2 separate regions of the Mus musculus genome follow, and region 2 is linked to region 1. The links are chromatin contacts, called in public HiChIP or PLAC-seq maps. All regions are on one chromosome and are shown on one strand. The core of a region is the stretch at or near the end of the contact, and the rest is flanking DNA. Distances in the headings are between cores, read along the strand shown. Region 1 overlaps Nubpl (nucleotide binding protein-like). Region 2 has its middle 4.3 kb from the start of Gm35135.

The links. HiChIP or PLAC-seq counts read pairs in DNA pulled down with a chosen protein or histone mark.
Region 2: an H3K27ac HiChIP or PLAC-seq map of epiblast stem cells shows a contact between it and region 1, with 5 times the contacts expected there. The contact joins two enhancer-like sites. A contact is called at or near these places in 1 of 15 datasets of contacts at CTCF or cohesin (the NIH/3T3 cell line) and 2 of 115 datasets of contacts at active chromatin or transcription factors (embryonic stem cells and epiblast stem cells).

The regions. Positions count from the first base shown.
Region 1 is chr12:52,184,943-52,188,065 of GRCm38.p6, forward strand. All of the region lies in intron 6 of Nubpl (nucleotide binding protein-like), which reads left to right. Among named protein-coding and RNA genes, the nearest start is that of Nubpl, 89 kb to the left of the region's middle. Within about 2 kb of position 1,704, at least 68 of the 459 cell types and tissues checked have an H3K27ac peak or open chromatin away from gene starts, as enhancers often do. A contact at or near this core is called in epiblast stem cells, where this site is marked.
Region 2 is chr12:52,483,395-52,486,520 of GRCm38.p6, forward strand. No RefSeq gene overlaps it. Among named protein-coding and RNA genes, the nearest start is that of Gm35135, 4.3 kb to the left of the region's middle. Within about 2 kb of position 1,402, at least 1 of the 459 cell types and tissues checked has an H3K27ac peak or open chromatin away from gene starts, as enhancers often do. A contact at or near this core is called in epiblast stem cells, where this site is marked.

The sequences.
Region 1 (3,123 bases), core at 454-2,953:
CTCTTGGGAATCCTCAAAGTCCTTCCTCTGTCCCTCTGCCCAGCCACTGGCCTCTGGCTCTTGATTGACCCATCAAAAAACCAACTGTTGGCAGGGACAGAATTCCCATGTAAGCACAAATCAAATCCCCAACACAGTCGTGCTGAGGACATACTTTTAGGTTCTTCCAGAGGAATCAGTGAAGATAAAGAGATGAACGGCACCGTCCCAGTGTAGCAGCCAGGATGCTAAACATCAAAGCATTTGTGACCCTCCATAGTATCTCTGTAAAGCCGTAGACTCTATGGACAAATCTGGTGCTGGATCTAGAGCTAGAAGTAGCACTGCAGAAAATCCAAAGGGGAAAATATCCAGTCAATTTGGAAGAGAATCAAGGAAGTTAAATTCTGTTTGTGCAAGACACATAGCCAGGAGGAATCTAGAGCCAGGGCAAAACAGATGGGATTCAATAATTGAGACTCTCCTGTGATGTGGAACTTTGTGCGGAGTCCCAGGTAAATTAGTTGTGTTCGAAGAAGTAAGGGTATTAGAAATTTGAGACTATTTAAAAAATGTTATTTTAGTATATGAATTAAATAGAATTTGAAAGTGGAGTTATGTGAGGAAAGTCAGATCTAATACACAGAGAAAAGAGTCAAGGATCAAGGTGTCACACAGTAGAGTAGGAGCCAAGTTGCTAGATAAACTGTGAGATATCCAGGTAGGTTGAGTACTAGAGATATAAGGGATAATTTAGGGCATGTCCACACTTTAAAGAAGAATCTGGTATTTAAATGAGCTTCCTGTATTTTTTTTTCTATATTTTGCTAGGAAGTGACCCTGTTAATATGGGAACAAGAATGAAGTTGGGAGAGGCTGGGCATGCCATTTCTGTAAGGCAGGTCCCTTGAGAGCAAATTCAACATTATACCAAGGACTGGTTAGTATTGAGTTCAGAATGCAGCAAGGAGTCATTACAATGCCCTGACCATGAATGGGAGGTGGAAGAATTACTCTAACATAGTGAAACACCCTTCACTATGTAGTAGTTGGCAGCTACTTTAACCCATTTACATTAGCTTCTGAGGATATCTTAATCCTCAGAATACAGAAGTGATAGGATTGGAAGTTTATTGATTTCAACTTGCCAATTTCTTGTAAAATATCTGTATGTTTTCACCTGGTCTTCTTGGAACCTCATGTGTTAAAAGGAAGGGAGAAGATTGGTGAGTAAATATGGGGTGTGTTTGGGACTGTGTAGGACGTAAAACCATGGCAGGAAGTTTGATAAGGTAGAGCAGGTCAAGACCCAGAGACTAGGTGGGCACATGCCTGAGGCTGAGGTAACTCCCAGCTCCCTGCCAGACTCCTGACTTGGAACACATGCCATGCTTCTCACATAAAAGAGACTTGTCCCAAAATAGAGTTCTTCATGCTAATGAGGTATCTAGAGGCCCAGAGGGCTTAGTCAGTCAGCTTCCCTTTCCAGACATTCCTTCCTGCCAAAGGTATTTCATCTCAGGCCCACCCTGAGAAAGGGGCCATGGTTTTACACATCCACTTTCCGTCATGACAATAAGCTGTTTAGAACCATGGACTGCTTCTTTTTCACCAAGATCCACCTTGGGGAGCCATGAAGAAGGCCTTTGCCTACAGAGTGGCAGCTTAATCTCCTGTGGAAGGCCTCTCTGTGCTCCCAGCTGCAACCCCCTCCCCCCACCCACCCTGCCTACAACCCAACAGGAGTGCATTCTGTGATGCACTGCAGAAAAGTATGTCAGGATATAAAAGCAGAAAACCAGGCTGAGAAATGCTGGAATGTATTAGTACTGAATTTATTACTGTTTCTTCTTATTCTCCTCATGTTTGAGATAATGTGTTTTCTATTTTCTGTTTTGATCTTAATCTTTAAAGGTAGAACAATTTAGTGTCTTCTACTCCATGAATTACAACTGGTTTTTAATTTCTCCGTTAGGATTCCTGAGGAAGTTTTTTTTTTTTTCTTAGAATCTTTAAGTTTGGAAATATAGGATATTGGGAAAAAAATAATCATAGTGCTTAGAGAAAGAAGTGGAGAAGGGAAAACTTCCAAGTCTGGGAGAAGGGGACACCCGCCTCGGCACAGCACACACTCGGAACTGGGGATTTTGGCAGTAGTTTCAGAGGTTTTAGTTCAGTCTCTCATATCCCAAATGTGGAGCAGATGCCAGGTTTTTTCTCTCTAGGGCTCTGATAATGGCATATAATGAGTGGTTGTTTCCTAGCAACTAGAGAAGCAGTTCATTTTAGCTGATCCTGCAACAGGAATGAGACATTTCCCCTTGATAGTTGGTATTAGTGATTTCCCTGACAATGGAATTTCACTTTTGAATAAGGAATGCTCTCAGCCCTTGGTTTCCTAAAGAATTTTTCCTTTGAGTTGGGCTAAACTCTGCTTAATCCTGTATAAAATGAAAAAAGAAAATGTTTGAACTCCCCTAAGTACCTCTCCTGGGAAGGGCCAAACGAGTTTGATACGTAGTTTTGCAAATGGCAAGTGATTATACAAGAAGCTATAATAGGCCTGTTTTTCCCAGTGTTTAATTAACAACCAAGTTCTTTTCTGTATTTAATGTTTGCAAGAATAGAGGTTTATTAGGTAATGGCTAATGTCTTGTGGAAATAAGTATATATAAAGTTTTATTAGCAGTACTATTTCATATGAAGTGTACATAGCAAAAGCATGCATTATCCGGTGATGCAAGCTGTTTTCTCTATCATATTCATTATTCTACCCACAGATCACAGGTAGGCACTTATCAGAGTTCAGTTTAAGGTTAGTAGTTGTAAGTATTTGCATTTAACTGAGTCAAGTTCTAAAATTCTTCTTGTTGGGCAGTCGTGATAACTGCAGGAATCTGTGACTGTGGCCACAAATGGTGGCAAGAAGACATTGCAACACATGAGTTTCTTTGTTGTCATTCATAGTTGGCCAGTTTCTAAGGAGATTATTCATTTTTCTTCTTTTGACATATAAATAATAGAAAGTACTTTGTTATACAGTAAGTTTCAAAGGCTCTTAGACAATTAGGCCAAGAGATACAGTATTAAATGACATTTTAAGACAATTAAGTTAGTTAGTTCTGTCTAAGCACACCAAGAAGA
Region 2 (3,126 bases), core at 152-2,651, 300 kb after region 1:
ATCTGCTTTTAGATCTTCCCAGCTTCCACAGTTCTCTGTAATTCTGGCATAGCAGCAATATGCGCTCACTGAACTACAAACATGTCCAGTAACGCAGCTCTCTAAACTTGTGAGATTGAATGAGTACTGTATGTGTATCAATCCTGTGTTTTTGTTCAGACCATGAAGATAATATTCATACCTACCAGACACAGTAATTTTAAGTATTGGCTGAAACAATCTTTGTACAGAATATAAGACCAGGGCTGGTGAGATGGCTCAGCAGGTAAGAGCACCCGACTGCTCTTCCGAAGGTCCTGAGTTCAAATCCCAGCAACCACATGGTGGCTCACAACCATCTGTAATGAGATCTGACTCCCCCTTCTGGAGTGTCTGAAGACAGCTACAGTGTACTTACATATAATAAATAATAAATAAATCTTTAAAAAATGTTTAAAAAAAAAAGAATATAAGACCATGCTATAGCTTGCTAACTATGGTCACAAGACCGTAGAAGCTCTGCTGTCCTTCAGTAGTTACTTTGCAGTCTGTCATTGGTGGATTGTGTCTGTAGTGTCTATTCCCAAGCCCAGAGCATAATAGTTATTAATTTATATTTGTTGGAAGGAATGACACATAAACTTCCATCTTTATTAACAAAGAGAAAATGTTAAACTATACAGTATGTTTGGAAGTTTTATGAATTGTCCTTTCTGTTAACTTTTAGTTAGATCTTCAGTTTTGAAATCACAAAATGCCCAGTGTTGTCCAGCCCCACCCAGCCCATAAGATCCCAATTCCACCAGTTATAAGATGATGGTGCTGTCTACTTAGAACCGAAGTTCAGAGTTCAGATTTAAAAAACAGGCATCGGCTCTCATGGTGATGCCTTCATCATCTCCTTTCTTAGAAGGACCTCACTTCCTAAAAGTGAGCTTTGGCAGTGTGAACCAAGACTTGGGATCCCATTCTAGAGCAGGTAATGGCAAGTCAGTGGATCCAGCCAAGTTTATAATGTAGCGTCCTAATCGTTCTGCTGGTTGTGTCTCAGGTGCCGTGGGATTATTTTAGCACTTCACTTTGTCTTCATGCTTCTAGCTTAGAAACGGGTTAAAAAAAATTCTCCACAAGAAAGGTGAAGGCTAAATGTGGGCTGTGTGCACAGTACTTACTCCTAAATTGTCTCCAGGAGCATCTGGCATGTGGTAAATGCCCAACAAATGCCATTCCATTTCTCATCCAAATGTATTTACAACACTGTTTTATTCAGATTCACTTGTTTACATGTGTGTCTACCCTTCCGCAGTGTACACACATATAGAGCAGGCCTGAGTCACCTCAGCTTTGCTTCCTAACACTCGGCCTATTGCTTGACACAGAATGTAAATGCATTCATTTAGAATGTGAAAGCAGTCAGGCAGGAACGGTGGGAGAGCAAAAAGAACAACAAATGGGAGGAAAGGAAGGAACCAAGAGACAGGCAAGTCTGCGTACACAGGACAAAATGCCTACAGTTTGCAAGGCGTTACTTAGGTTAAGTCAGTACATCTTAGTTACTTATGTCTTAGATATGCTCTAATGGTTCTGAGACATTACCGAATTATACAAATAGATTTAATCCTTCAGAGTCCAGTGAAGAAAACTTAAATGTCCTTTTAGTTTTATGCTGGTGAACAAGCATTCCTGAATAAAAATTGCTTGTCAAAAATTTGACAAAAGCAAGATAAGGCTGTGAATTTGATGGTCTGTGTCCTTTATGTCTACAAAACTCGAGGCATGTCACAATGTTTAGTACTCTTAAGTACTTAGAAAAGTTTGCAGTCTGCAATCTCCTCGTTCTCTGACCTCCTCGGGGTGATCTATCGCAGGTGAAATGCATGTGTTTAAGGCTTTTTAGTGACATGTGTGACACACAGGATGAAATGATACAATCTGTGTAGTGTACAGTTGCAGTGCAATGCATACCAATCAGAAGAGCTGTGTGCTCTTGGGCTACAAAACCTGGAGTTTGAAAACACTGCTTTTTATTATTATTATTATTATTATTATTATTATTATTATTATTATTATTAAAAGATCGAAGAAGCTGCTGTTGCAGCCGTTTCAGCCTTCCTGAGGAGACCTCAGATAGCTGTTCTCCAGTGTCTGCAGTGTGTCCTTTTGTTAGGTGTCTGCTTGAAGCTATTGTTCTTTTCTCTAATTAAAAAATTGATACATTCTGGTTATGTGTATTTAATTATTTTAAAAGCTTTCACTAACATTAAAGCGAAGGAAGTATGGAAGTATGAAATTCTTTTCCACCAGCTCCTTCCCTCTCCCTCCAGCATCCACTTTCCTCTGTAGGTACATATCTTCCAAGCCCTGGCCCGCGTGCTACCTGTACAGGTAGGTACACAGTGCAGAGGCGTTCTGAGGGTCACCTGGAAGGGTCTGTCCCAACACGGAATGACAGTCCTTTGTCATTCTTCCCTGTTTTCTGTAAGGTTGTGATTTGCTCTGCCTTAACTGATCTTGGAGACACAGTGAGGTGCCGGGGTAAAGACACTTGAGTGTCTTAGACAGAAGGAGAGCAGGGAACCATTGTGTCACTTCAGTTCAATCATGAACTTTGAATATGTCCTCATTTGGGTGTTTTCCTCATAAAGAAATCTGCTGTAAAGACATGTTTAAGTTCTAGGTGCATTCATCTTAAATTACATGCAAGGAGAGTTCAACTGGTGAAATTATTTACTTCAAAATTATTCCATAGCACATATTTGAAGGGGCAAGTCAAAACTCAAATGGAAGTGGAGGAAACAGAAGTTCTCTCTTTCTAGGAAAGCTCCCGGTGAGTGGGGCTAAATCTAAGATGCAATTTCTAATTGTTTCTTTCTTAAATTTTCTGATAGGGTTGGGTTGTCAGAGAACAAACATTATTCCCTCTGTATTTGAGAAAGGGAGACATCTAAACCTTCTACATTTTAAGTGTTGAAAATGAAGATTTTAGTAAAAGGTCACAGAGGATTTGGAGAATGGGAAAACATCCCAGCCTCTCAAAGAGGGAATGTTCGAAGGTTTGAGGAACCAAGGTGGTAGTTTTGGGAAACTGTTGGATGATGGGCCATGAAAGGAAATAGGAGGTGGGAGTTCCAGCAGAGAGAGAAGGTG